Linked DNA regions of Ovis aries: regions 2 and 3 are each linked to region 1. The links are chromatin contacts, called in public Hi-C maps. All regions are on one chromosome and are shown on one strand. The core of a region is the stretch at or near the end of the contact, and the rest is flanking DNA. Distances in the headings are between cores, read along the strand shown.

Evidence for each region. Hi-C and Micro-C count contacts between places; a contact is called where the count stands out from the background.
Region 2: a Hi-C map of liver shows a contact between it and region 1, with 3 times the contacts expected there. The contact joins the promoter of WDR4 here to the promoter of U2AF1 in region 1. A contact is called at or near these places in 4 of 16 Hi-C or Micro-C datasets (hypothalamus, liver, muscle and 1 more).
Region 3: a contact with region 1 is called in a Hi-C map of hypothalamus, with 4 times the contacts expected there. The contact joins the promoter of NDUFV3 here to the promoter of U2AF1 in region 1. A contact is called at or near these places in 4 of 16 Hi-C or Micro-C datasets (hypothalamus, muscle, omental adipose tissue and 1 more).

The regions. Positions count from the first base shown.
Region 1 is chr1:263,956,515-263,960,586 of ARS-UI_Ramb_v3.0, forward strand. It overlaps U2AF1 (U2 small nuclear RNA auxiliary factor 1), which reads right to left and starts at 1,813. Exons shown (of 8, transcript XM_027960886.3): 1 at 1,708-1,813. The coding sequence starts at 1,751. LOC121817445 (a long non-coding RNA gene) reads left to right here and starts at 1,981. Exons shown (of 2, transcript XR_006057375.2): 1 at 1,981-2,868.
Region 2 is chr1:263,785,698-263,789,769 of ARS-UI_Ramb_v3.0, forward strand. WDR4 (WD repeat domain 4) reads right to left here and starts at 1,680. Exons shown (of 11, transcript XM_012104187.5): 1 at 1,571-1,680; 2 at 1-19. The coding sequence starts at 1,659.
Region 3 is chr1:263,801,659-263,805,730 of ARS-UI_Ramb_v3.0, forward strand. It overlaps NDUFV3 (NADH:ubiquinone oxidoreductase subunit V3), which reads left to right and starts at 2,166. Exons shown (of 4, transcript XM_027960811.2): 1 at 2,166-2,272. The coding sequence starts at 2,225.

The DNA of each region.
Region 1 (4,072 bases), core at 563-3,062:
ATGAAAAGATGTTAAAACATGCAGTGTACTATTTGAGAGAAGATATCAGAAAGGCTAATCCATCCTTAGATTTAGAAAGTGTCTAAAACCTCAAATGTGTAATTAGCTAAATATTTTTAATTGCTAGGTGTACATTTTACTTTCAGTTCAAATTAAATTTAAAAAGTTAGCAGGAATCATTTTTCAGCTGAAAATTTTGAGCTGTTTCCTGGAAATTAAAACTCCACAAACCTCCCTGAAACAAGAAGCCTAGATTAAATAATCAAGTTTCCTAAACTATTACAGCTGTGACTTTTATAATATAACTCTTAACAGATGAAATGGGGTTATTTATGGCAGGAATGTAAGAGCTTCACAAAACAACAGTGATACCATCACCTTATGCAGCTTTTTACAAGAACGAGGGAAAGAAAAACTCAAGGAGACATTAGCCACAGCCCACACTGATATAAGCTCATGAGTAAAATCGACACTGCACGCTCTTCAGCAAACTTGAGAAGCCTCTTTGTCCAGCAGAGCTGGCTGATCCGTTCAAGATCCTGTTTCCCAAGCTGCTGTCTCTGGGGCCACAGCATTCAGGGCAGGCCTCTCTTCCACAGCACTTAATGCGTTTCAATTCATTTTCATTCAGTTATCCTTTGCACGACAAGCACCCCCTTGCTCCTTGAGAACAAGATCCAGATTCTACCCATATCTGAGTCCCCAGACACTGGCCTTGAGCTGACACTCAGTAAGTGTTTCTGGACTGAATATGACTGATGACTGTCGTGAGTTTTGCTAGGAAAAAATATAACCCCCTCTTCCAAACAACTCAAGATTCTAGAATATGTAAAAGACATTTTACAAGGTACACTGCATCCTGGAAAACAGAAACAATTAAAAGTTTTTGATAAAGTCAAAACATTAGCTATGGCAAACTTACGAGTTTACTGTTAAAAACATATTCACATAAACCCTGTACAGCTCTGAAGAACACCAAGATGCTAACCATTTATTCGAAGAATACATCCAGCTCAATCTTAAGGTTTTTAAAGAACTGTCCTCCAAAATTAACAACTGGCAAACCCAAAATTATATTATTTTTACTCTCAACCTAACAACTAACTACGGAAGGTATGCAACCTAAAAAAATCACCCATCTTATTCTTATATTGGAATTGCACCTGAAAGTATTTTAAAAGCAGACTGTCTTTCACGGTTAGTTAACTCGTAATCTCCAAAATACTGTTTCACAATAAATGTCCTTATGAGCTGTTCGATGATCGCTTAACTCACACAAGTGGCTTGTTAAGCATCTAAAACCCTAACAGGAACCTCAGTTATCTAGCGATTTAACGCGGGCGAGTCTATACTACAGCCTGCCCGATTCGACATTAAAAGATCAAACTTGGGAGAATCGTTAACGTTGACAACTTCAGCACAACTCGAGTCGGCTTCCGAGAGCCGGGGGCACGGGTCGCCTGTAGGTGGGCCACCAAGGAGCCCCCGGCGGGAGAGGCCGCTCTGCCCAAGAGGAAGCCCGGCGCCCGCCCGGCCCATCGCCCGCCTGCCCGGGCGCACGCGGCGGAGCGCGGCTCCTGAGGCCGGAAGGGCAGCCCGCCCCTCCCCCCGCCGAGCCTCCCGCCGCCGTCCGGGCCCCGCCGCCAAGCTCCTCCGCGAGCCACCCGTCTCTCCAGCTCGGAACCTCTGCGGCCGGTTCTCACTTACTTGTCTTTCTCGGTGCCGAAGATGGAGGCCAAGTACTCCGCCATTTCCCACCCGCCGCCGCCGCCGCCGACACTGCTGCCGACGCCGACGACCCCGCCCGACGCCCGCCAGAGACGTCACCCGGACGCGACGACGCTCGTTCCTCCTCACCAGCGTGGCGGCACTGCCCAATCAGGAGAGGCGCTGCCTGCGCATGGGCGGGGCTTGGCGCGCGCGGGAGGCGCTGCCCTGGCGGTCGCGGCGCCCGCGCGCCGCCTGCCAGCGCCACCTACCGGCTCTCGTTAGGTTCTTCGGGCTGGCGCCAGCGCTCCTCGCGCCCGGGCCTGGGGCCCGGCGACCTCCACCGGCGTTCCCCAATGCGCAGAGAAGCCAAGCGGCTGCAGAGGAGGCAGCGGCCGAGGGGCTTTTCCACGAAGTCCCTGGGGCCGGGCCCTGAACGCGCCTGTCTCGCGTTGGGGGTTCCGCGGGCTCTAAGCGGTGCGAGATCCCCCTCACCGCACTTTCCCTGGGGGTTCCCCACCGAACCCTTCCTCCGGGAAGACGCGTTCTTCAGCTTCCTCGTCTTCGGGGAGCAGAGTCGGAGCTCCCCTGCTCCCCGGTCCGGAGGTGTGCCGCCTGGGCCTGGCCCCGGAAAAGCCCGGCGGGTTTGGAGAGGCTCCGATGCTGGGAAGGCGGAGCGCACGTCTTCGGGCCGAGCTCACGGGCCCGCAAGACAGAGCGGTGCGAGAGAGTGAGGAGTTATGGGCTCGGGACAGGTTTAGGGACGTCCAGCAATGCTCGGCACAGAAACCCTGAAGACCACGAAGAAGCCAAAGTGCAGGGGCCGCTGCGACGAGGGGGCCGAGCAGAGTCACAGATCTGCGTGGACTCCGGGTCCTTTTCCCCAGAGCTACCCACCTCCAGTGTTCCTAATTCATTCTGGTTTTTTTTTTTTTTTTTTTTTTTTTGAGGCAACTCCTTTTTACCCACTGTTTCTTCCTCGTTCCCTTCTTTCACCCAGCGGCCCTTCCCACAGATGGCTCCATAGGACTGTGGGCGCAGTCCTGACTACTTTCATGGCTCCCCAGAGCTCCGTTGTGTGGCTAACCAGTCCCCTGTTGATGGGCCCAAGGAAGAGCCAGTCTCGCCTCTACTGACAGTCCTGCAGCAAGTGTCCTGCAGGTATCGTTTTGCATTTGGGGCAAACGCACACCTGGTTTATTTGTCCACCCAGGTCTGCAGTCTCAGAAATTCGTAAACAGAGAACGCAACAAAAAGTTTTATCCTGGGAAGAAGCCTGCACAAAAATGAGTTTTATCCTGGCAGAAATGCTTTGGCAGTGTCTACTGTGTTAAAATGTGGTATGGAGCACATTTGAGAGTGAGGGTAAAAATAACAACCAGGTGCTTGTGTAGCCCTCAAAGCAGGTACGAGGAGGACTCGGTTCCCTCTGAACACAGTTTGAGAACTGCTTTTTTGGTTGGTGGGTGTCATAGCAGGGGCTTGGATCCTATTTGTACTTTAGGGGAAGTGAAATAACCCCTCAACCCTCTTGGGTTCTGGTGGCTGGACTAATAGTAAAACTGACTCAAGGTAGATTACCAGGAAAAGAAGAAACTTAACTCTAATTCATGCACATGGGGCCCCATAGAAATGGGACCTAAGAAGTGGGCAAGGACTTCCGTGGTGACTCAGAGGATAAAGAATCTGCTTGCAGTGCAGGAGACTGGAGTTTGATCCCTGGGATGGGAAGATCCCCTGGAGAAAGGAATGGCAACCTACTCCAGTATTCTTGCCTAAAGAATTCCATGGACAGAGGAGTCTGGCAGGCTGCAGTCCATGGGGTTGCAAAAGTCACACATGACTAAGCAAGTAACCACAGCAAGAAGTGGGCAAAGCAGGCAGCTTTTATTCTTTTTAGACAAGCTGTGACTTTGTGAGGAATTGACAGACTTAAGATTGGGGTGCCCAGTTAAAGAAGTAGAAAAGTTTGCTTATATAAGCTTCATGTGCCCAAATTCCCCATCTTTGGTGATAAGAATCCTTCTGCCTCCAGGTGCAGGGTTGCACCTTTTACAGGGGAGACTTATTTCCTACTCTCAGGGAGACAGTGTGTGTCTCTTGTATTGATTGTTTCTTAAGTAACCTTGAGTGAGTGAAAGTGTTAGTTGCTTAGTCCTGTCTGATTCTGCAACCACATGGACTGTAGCCTACCAGGCTTCTCTCTCCATGGAATTCTCCAGACAAGAATACTGCAGTGGGTTGCCATTCCCTTCTCCAGGGGATCTTCCAAACCCAGGGACTGAACCTGGGTCACCTGCATTGTAGGCAGATTCTTTACCAACTGAGCTATGAGGGAAGCCCCTTAGATCCAGGGAAGAACAGT
Region 2 (4,072 bases), core at 430-2,929, 170 kb before region 1:
GAAGAGGCTGTCGTCATCACTAAAGAAAAATAACAGCAATATTCTAAATGAAGCACTTTGTTCATTACAATGCTCACTTAAAAAAAAACAAAAACCTGAATCAAAAAAATATTTGCATCCTCAGTAAGGATTTTCTCCACAAGAACTTGTCTCCATTAGATGTTTCAGGGAACGGCTAAGGAGCTTTAATTTGCTGAATTTATTTGTATCTACTACACATAACTGTCATGGCCTGTCCATAAAAATCAGTTAAGTGAAATAAATGAGGACAAAAACCCAACAGGAATATACCATTCTTTAACAACTAGGAAATCAGCGCATGATGGCTATGTTACTCAGTTTTCAGTGAGCCTTATGCACCCAAGTTTAAAACTTGGGGTACTTGTTTAGCAAAATGTCTTATCTGCCCCCAGAAAAGCTCCAGTGCCTGCCAAGCGCTTACTAGTATAGAAGCCACCCACTTTCCCTGCCAGTCCCTAAGCCCCCCTGCTCCAATGCCTGGCACAAAGACATCCCAAACAAATTTACAGCCTTTAAAGTGACTGCAGCTAGACTCTTTTCTCATATGGAGCACTGCAGTACTCATATGAGCAGCAGATGTCCAAGTCAGAAACTTTGCCAGCCAGCCACTAGGTTCCCTCAAAAGGTGTGAACTGAATCAACCAGATGGAGTCTAATTTTCCCATCTCTCACTGTATCATGTGCTAGATTTCATAAGGCTCTAAAATAAAGTAACCTGAGACAGACAACAGGTTTGTGAATAAATTTGTGAAATCCAGACTTAACATCATTTTTAATCTCTGAAACCAAACTCTGAACAAAGAACACAGCGCACATTTACATTTAACAGACACACTGTCTCAAGTTTGGGAGAATCAAAACTACCCTGGGAAAGGAAATGCGGGGCCGAAACTGGCCACTGCTAATATTCAAGAGGTTCCTGGATCGAGACTAGCTGACCAACATAAAAATTCCGGGAAGATAAGGGGCGTGAAATTAGAGAAAGCAAAAGGACGACCTTATAAAGGGCCACTAGGGAGAAAGCAGCTGTGGTTCTGGGGATACTCTCCAGCAAGGAGGTGTCAGGTAAGACCCTCGCCCCGAAAGGCAAGCAAAGCGGGGTCAAGGGATGTGGGCTGGGATGAGGAAGCAGGCAGAGACGCAAAGAGGGAAGCGAGTGCAGGAGCACGATAAACGTGGTCCCCGGGAGTAAACCCCTCTCCCCAAGAGAGGCCAAGAGCTGTCTTCCTCCCACGCCCCAGAGAACTGCGTCCCCCGGACCCCGCAGAGCCCGGAAGTGTCTGGAGCTGAACCGGCAAAGAATGCCGCAGGCCAGCCACTGAGGGCGCGGGGCCGTGGGCAAGAGTTGGGAGAAGGGCCGGGAGAGTGGACATTCCGCGGCGCAGGCACGCAGCCGGGCTCAAGTGGCACCGGAGAGCTCACAGGCAGCAGCGGGGCTCCCTAGGGTCATCCCAAGGCAGGTGCAGCCCTGGCGGGACGGGAGAACAGGAATCTCAAGGCCCTGGCGCACGTCCGCAACCTGGTCTTCTGTTCCAGAACGACCCCTCACCTGCTCGAAGTGGAGGTAGCCAGCAACCGGCTGCCGCCCCGAACCACCAGCGCATGCCCGCACAGAGCCAACCCCACAGAACTCGCCATGTGCCCGCCCAACGCGCCTCCACCCACGTGCGCCGTCCAGCGCCTCTTCCGGCCGGCGCTAGAGAGTGACGTCAGGCGTAGACGCCGCGAGGTGACGTCGTCCGGAATCGCCCCCGCGCGCGAGGCGGCGGCGGGCATGCGCAGAAGGTATTCTCTCCCTTCAGTCGGCAATTCGGCGTTTGCGCCTTTGGGGGTCGGTTGCTGATTAGTTTTGTCCCAAGGGAATCCGCTTGCTTGTTTAGTGTTCGTTTCTTCCTCCAGACTGCAGAGAGTCAGTTCTGGATCTTTCTCGCGCTGTGGCTAGGCGACCTGGCCGGTCTGATACCTACTTGGTCCTTCAAGAACTGAGAGGGTCTGAGTTTGCATCTAGGTCCCTAACGTGGTGTCTGAGGAGGGCGCAGAGCTGAAGCCGCCGGATGGGAGCTGAGCCAGACACACCCGAAGAGCAAAACTGCTGAACTGCTATTTTTCAACACAAGATAGGGCTCTTTTCCAATGTTTTTAATGCTCACGGAGTGGCACCACCAGCACCAGTTTGCTGGATGCTTTCTTGGGACTCTCCACCCCCATCTTCCACATGGGTCATCTGATCGCGGAATCCCCCTGGACGCCCCTCCTCCCCGTGTCCATGGCCTCCGCCGCGACACAGACCAGAGCAACCCCTCTGCTCTCTGTTCTCACGTCCGCGCTTGCCCCCACCCCCATCCCCGCAGATCCACTTTGCATACTAAAGCTAGAGAGAGACGTTTCAGAGCACAGTTTCAATCACCTCATCCTCCTGCTTAAGATCAACAAGTGGCTTCTCATTGTTCTCGGTACAGAGAACAAATCCTGATATTGGACTAGGAGACTGCATGCTGTCTGGCTCCTACCTACCTTGCAGGCTCATTCCCTACCCGGTCGGCTTCATTCTCAGTGCTCTAGACAGGACTGTCGTTCAGGTTCATTGGCACAGGGATAATAGCAACCACAGGACCTTAGCACATGCTAGTCTTTTCACCTGAAACATTCTCTCCACACCCCATCTCTACGCTCCTAGTCAATCCCAGTTTCACTCCAGTGGAAGTGAAGTGAAGTGGCTCAGTCGTGTCCGACTCTGCGACCCTGTGAACTGTAGCCTGCAAGGCTCCTCTGCCCATGGGATTCTCCAGGCAAGAATACTGGAGTGGGTTACTATTTCCTTCTCCAGGGGATCTTCCCGACCCAGGGATCAAACCCCGGGTCTCCCGCATTGAAGGCAGATGCTTTAACTTCTTTTTTTGTTGTTGTTGTTTTTATTTTACTTTCATTTATTATCTGGTGTTTTAACTTCTGAGCCATCAGGGAAACACACTTAATCAAGGAAGCCTTTCATTGTTTATATGCACTACACCTATGATAATCTGCTTAATATCTTGTCTCTAGACTACAAATGCCACGAAGGCAGGGACTGAGGCTGTCTCAAATGGCAGGTTGCCAGTGCACCAGCTTGCACCACAAAATCTGGCATGAAGTCAGTGCTTGATCAATATTTGCTAAGTAAATAAATGGAACAACTAATTGTCTTCTGTGTGCTAAGTTGCTAAGTTGTGTCTGACTCTTTCTGATGCCGTGGACTGAAGCCAGAGAGGTTCCTCTGTCCATGGGACTTCCCAGGCAAGAATACTGGAGCGGGTTACCATTTCCTTCTCCAGAGATCTTCCTGACCCAGGGATCAAACCCACATCTCCTTCGTTGCAGGCAGATTCTTTACCACTGAGCCACCAGGGAAGCCCAGTTGTCTTAAAGGATCAGCTGTTTCTGCATTAAGTGAAGGAATTATGATAGGCACGAGGCATAGAAACCTATGACTGATTCCAATTCAAATCTGGATTGATTCAAGTTTGAATTGACACCCAGACTTAAAGGTGGCTGTTGTTGACAAAGCAAAACACTTGAGGAAAGCCAGTCTTCCTGAAAGGCAGTAAGGTAAAAGGAGCTTGTGCCCTTTTGGACCATGTGTTTCTCTGGTTATATGTACAAGAGTAGGATTGCAGGATGATATGGCAGCTCTGTTTCTAGTTTTTTAAGGAACCTCTGTACTGTTCTCACACCCCAGTGTTCACTGCAGCGATGTTTACAATGGCCAAGACATGGAAGCAGCTTAAATGTCCATCAAGAGAAGAATGGATAGACAAGATGTGGTACATACACACAGTGGAATATTGTTAAGCCATTAAAAAGAACAAAATAATGTCATTTGAAGCAACGTGGATGGATCCAGAGATGAGTGAAGTAAGTCAGAGAAAGATAATATCTTATGATATCACTTATATGTGGAATCTTTAAAAGATACTACAAATGAATTTATACAAAACAAAACCAAACTTCTAGACTTAGAGAATGAACTTATGGTTACCAGGCGGGGAGGGTGGGGAGAGGGAAAGTTAGGGAG
Region 3 (4,072 bases), core at 916-3,415, 150 kb before region 1:
TAGACAGCATATTAAAAAGCAAAGATAGCACTTTGCCAACAAAAGTCCATCTAGTCAAAGCTATGGTTTTCCTAGTAGTCAAGTATGGATGTCAAAGTTGGACTATAAAGAAAGCTGAATGCCGAAGAATTGATGCTTTTGAACTGCGGTGCTGGAGAAGACTCTTGAGAGTCCCTTGGATAGCAATGAGATCAAACCTGTCGATCATAAAGAAAATCAACGTTGGAAGGACTGATGCTGAAGTTGAAGTGTCAATACTTTGGCCACCTGATGCAAAGAGCAGACTCACTGGAAAAGACCCTGATGCTGGGAAAGTGTTTGTCACTCAGTCATGTCCAATTCTTGGCGATCCCATGGACCGTAGCCCACCAGGTTCCTCTGTCCGTGGAATTTTCCAGGCAAGAATACCTGAGTGGGTTGCCATTCACTTCTCCAGGGGATCTTCTGGACCCAGGAATTGAACCTAGGTCTCCGGAACTGCAGGCAGATCTTTTACCATCTGAGCCACTAGATTGAGGGCAAAAGGAGAAGCGGGTGGCAGAGGATGAGATGGTTAGATAGTATCACTGACAGTGGACATGCATTTGAACAAACTTCCAGAGATAGTGACGGACAGTGAAGCCTGGAGTGCTGCAGTCCATGGGGTCACAAAGAGTTGGACACAACTTAGTGACCAAAAAAACAACAAAAAGGAGTCAAAAGTAATTAAGGTGAGCTTGGTCAATGAAGGCAGGTTAAAAGCAGAACTTTCAGCAAGCTGCTCCTTGAGTTAGCCTTTTTTTAGGGGGGAGGCGGGGCGGGGGGGGGGCATGCCCACAACATGTGGGATCTAAGTTCTCTGACCAAGGATGGAACCTGCACCCCCTGTACTGGAAGGGCACAGTCCTAACCACTGGATAGCCAAGGAAGTCCCTCCTTTAGCTGCTACTCTGACAAGCTCAAGAATCTTGTTAGTCACCAGTTTCTGTTAATCCTATGTGGTTGCTTTTCTTTTTTTTTAACCAAATGGGGCAGGGTTTCCTGTTAGACCTGTTTTACCCATTTATCTTGCCACCAGAATGAGAGTCTCCAGCCTTAGCCAAGTTGGAGGGGCCTCTTCTCCTGGTGGAGCTAAGGTAGGGATCCACTCCTCTTGAACAGGATACTTCCAGTGACCAGGCATGCCGCAGAGACGCGCGAAGGCACGATCGACAGGGTGAAAAGGTCAATGAGTAACTACCCCTACCCGAGTTTAGAACTTCCCTGGTGGCTCAGAGGTTAAAGTGTCTGCCTGCAATGCGGGAGACCTGGGTTAGATCCCTGGGTCGGGAAGATCCCCTGGAGAAGGAAATGGCAACCCACTCCAGTATTCTTGCCTGGAGAATCCCATGGACAGAGGAGCCTGGTGGGCTACAGTCCACGGGGTCGCAAAGAATCGGACACGACTGAGCGACTTCACCTTCACTTTTCACCCAAGCTTATGCCTAACAGGGGAGGGTGGGAAGTGGAGAGTCTTTGCCCCGCAGGCTGCTACTGCTAAGTCGCCCCAGTCGTGTCGACTCTGCGCGACCCTACAGACGGCAGCCCACCAGGCTCTGCTGCCCCTGGGATTCTCCAGGCAAGAACACCGGAGTGGGTTGCCATTTCTCTCTCCAATGCATGAAAGTGAAAAGTGAAAGTGAAGTCGCTCAGTCGTGTGCGACTCTTAGCGACCCCATGGACTGCAGCCTACCAGGCTCCTCCGTCCATGGGATTTTCCAGGCAAGAGTACTGGAGTGGGGTGCCATTGCCTTCTCCGCCCCGCAGGCTATGAACAGGTAAACTAATGCTTGCATTTCTCGTCCCCTTGGCTCCGGAACTACGGTGCTCACAGGTCAAACAGCGTCCATGGTCCAACCTGATACTGCCCTGCAGGGTGGCCACGCCGGTCTAGGACAGGAAATGACACCCACAACGACCACTTTAGCGTCCCAGCACCCATCCCGCCGCGCGGTCGCGGTCAGCGGAAACCCTCCGCCAGTGATTGGCGGCTCCTCCCTAGAGCGTGGCCTTGAGCTGCTCCGCCGGGAACCTGGAGGCTGCGGTGATGCGCGCGCAGCAGCCTTTGCCCCCTTCCCTGCCGGTGATTGGCGCCTTCATACGAAGGGGCGGGCCTTCAGGCGGCAGTGCTGGTACCGCATCGCGTCAGTCTGGTGCGACCTCTGCCCGCCGGGAGGGTCGTCCTGTCTGCGTCCGAGTCACAGCCATGGCGGCCTCGCTTCTGCTGCGGCAAGGACGACCCGGGACGCTGAAGGTAAAGAGGGGCCAGACTGGCGGCCTGGAGCTCGCAGAGCGCCGGGAGACCGTGGAGGGCGGGGCAAAGGCTGCGGCCCTGACGGTCACCTCCAACCGTCCGGGGATGCCACTGACTCCGCTTCCGGGGTCGGGGGCTGGGCCTGGGGTGGGGTTTCGGGAACCTGGCCACGGGGGATCAGGAGCCAGGCCTGAGAGCGACGAGGGTCCCGGCGACCCCGGCCACCGCCCCCTCTGCACCCCAAACCCCAGGAGCCTCCGGTGTGCGGCCAGGCCACGGACAGGTGTAGGGGCCGCAGGTGTCCCGCGCGGAGCCCCGCCAGAACCCTTGAGGACAGTGTCTCTAACTGTTATTTAACCCTAGAGAAAATGAGGGAACTTTCAAGAACCTGGTTGACCTGGTAACTAGGCAGCCACTAAGAAGCCAGCTTGAAGTGAAGTGAAGTCGCTCAGTCGTGTCTAGACTCTTTGCGACCCCATGGGCTGTAGCCCACCAGGCTCCTCTGTCCATGGGATTTTCCAGGCAATAGTCCTGGAGTGGATTGCCATTTCCTTCTCCAGGGGATCTTCCCAACCCAGGGATCGAACCCGGGTCTCCCGCATTGTAGACAGACACTTTACCGCCTGAGCCACCAGGCCAGCTTAGGTTGGTTACCTCATTTGTGAAATGAAAAGGAGAAAGAACTTTCTCCATCTGGACAAAGCTAAGTCAACTTCACTGTATTTAAAATTAAAAATGACTCGTGACAAAAGCAATAACTATTCTTATCGTCGCAAAATACAGATAATGGAGGGAGCATCTGTTGTGAGAGAGGCCACTATTTTCCTTTTCATATCTTGGCCCAGTTCATTTTTCAAGCTTTCGTGTATACATATACACAGTGTCAGACTTTATTTTGGGGGACTCCAAAATCTCTGCAGATGGTGATTGCAGCCATGAAATTAAAACGCTTACTCCTTGGAAAGAAAGTTATGACCAACCTAGACAGCATATTAAAAAGCAGAGACATTACTTTGTCAACAAAGGTCCATCTAGTCAAGGCTATGGTTTTTCCTGTAGTCATGTATGGATGTGAGAGTTGGACTGTGAAGAAGGCTGAGCGCCGAAGAATTGATGCTTTTGAACTGTGGTGTTGGAGAAGACTCTTGAGAGTCCCTTGGACTGCAAGGAGATCCAACCAGTCCATCCTAAAGGACATCAGTCTATCCTAAAGGACATCAGTCCTGGGTGTTCATTGGAAGAACTGATCCTGAAGCTGCAACTCCAGTACTTTGGCCACCTGATGCGAAGAGCTGACTCATTTGAAAAGACCCTGATGCTGGGAAAGATTGAGGGCAGGAGGAGAAGGAGCTGATAGAGGATGAGATGGTTGGGTGGCATCACCAACTCAATGGACATGGGTTTAGGTAGAGTCTGGGAGTTGGTGACCGACAGGGAGGCCTGGTGTGCTGTGGTTCATGGGGTCACAAAAAATCAGACCCGACTGAGCGACTGAACTGAGCTGAACTGACGTCATAACCAGAAAAAGCAAAGGCTTCCCCTTCATGTGGGCACTCTAGGTGCCTGTGTCCTGTGTCCAGCACATACTAGGCTTAGTGAGTATTTACTGAGGAATGAACACTCTGTGACGTGTTCACCTTCAATATGTGGTAGACAGTTTTGAAGCAACTATTTTTCATCTTCAGTAGCATTTTTAATGGCTAGATTGTGCTTCTGCTTTATATTCTAAGCACAGGAAAACATTTTATGAAAAGAATCAAGTGTTTTGTAGATTGATAGGTAATTGGAGACTACGAAAAA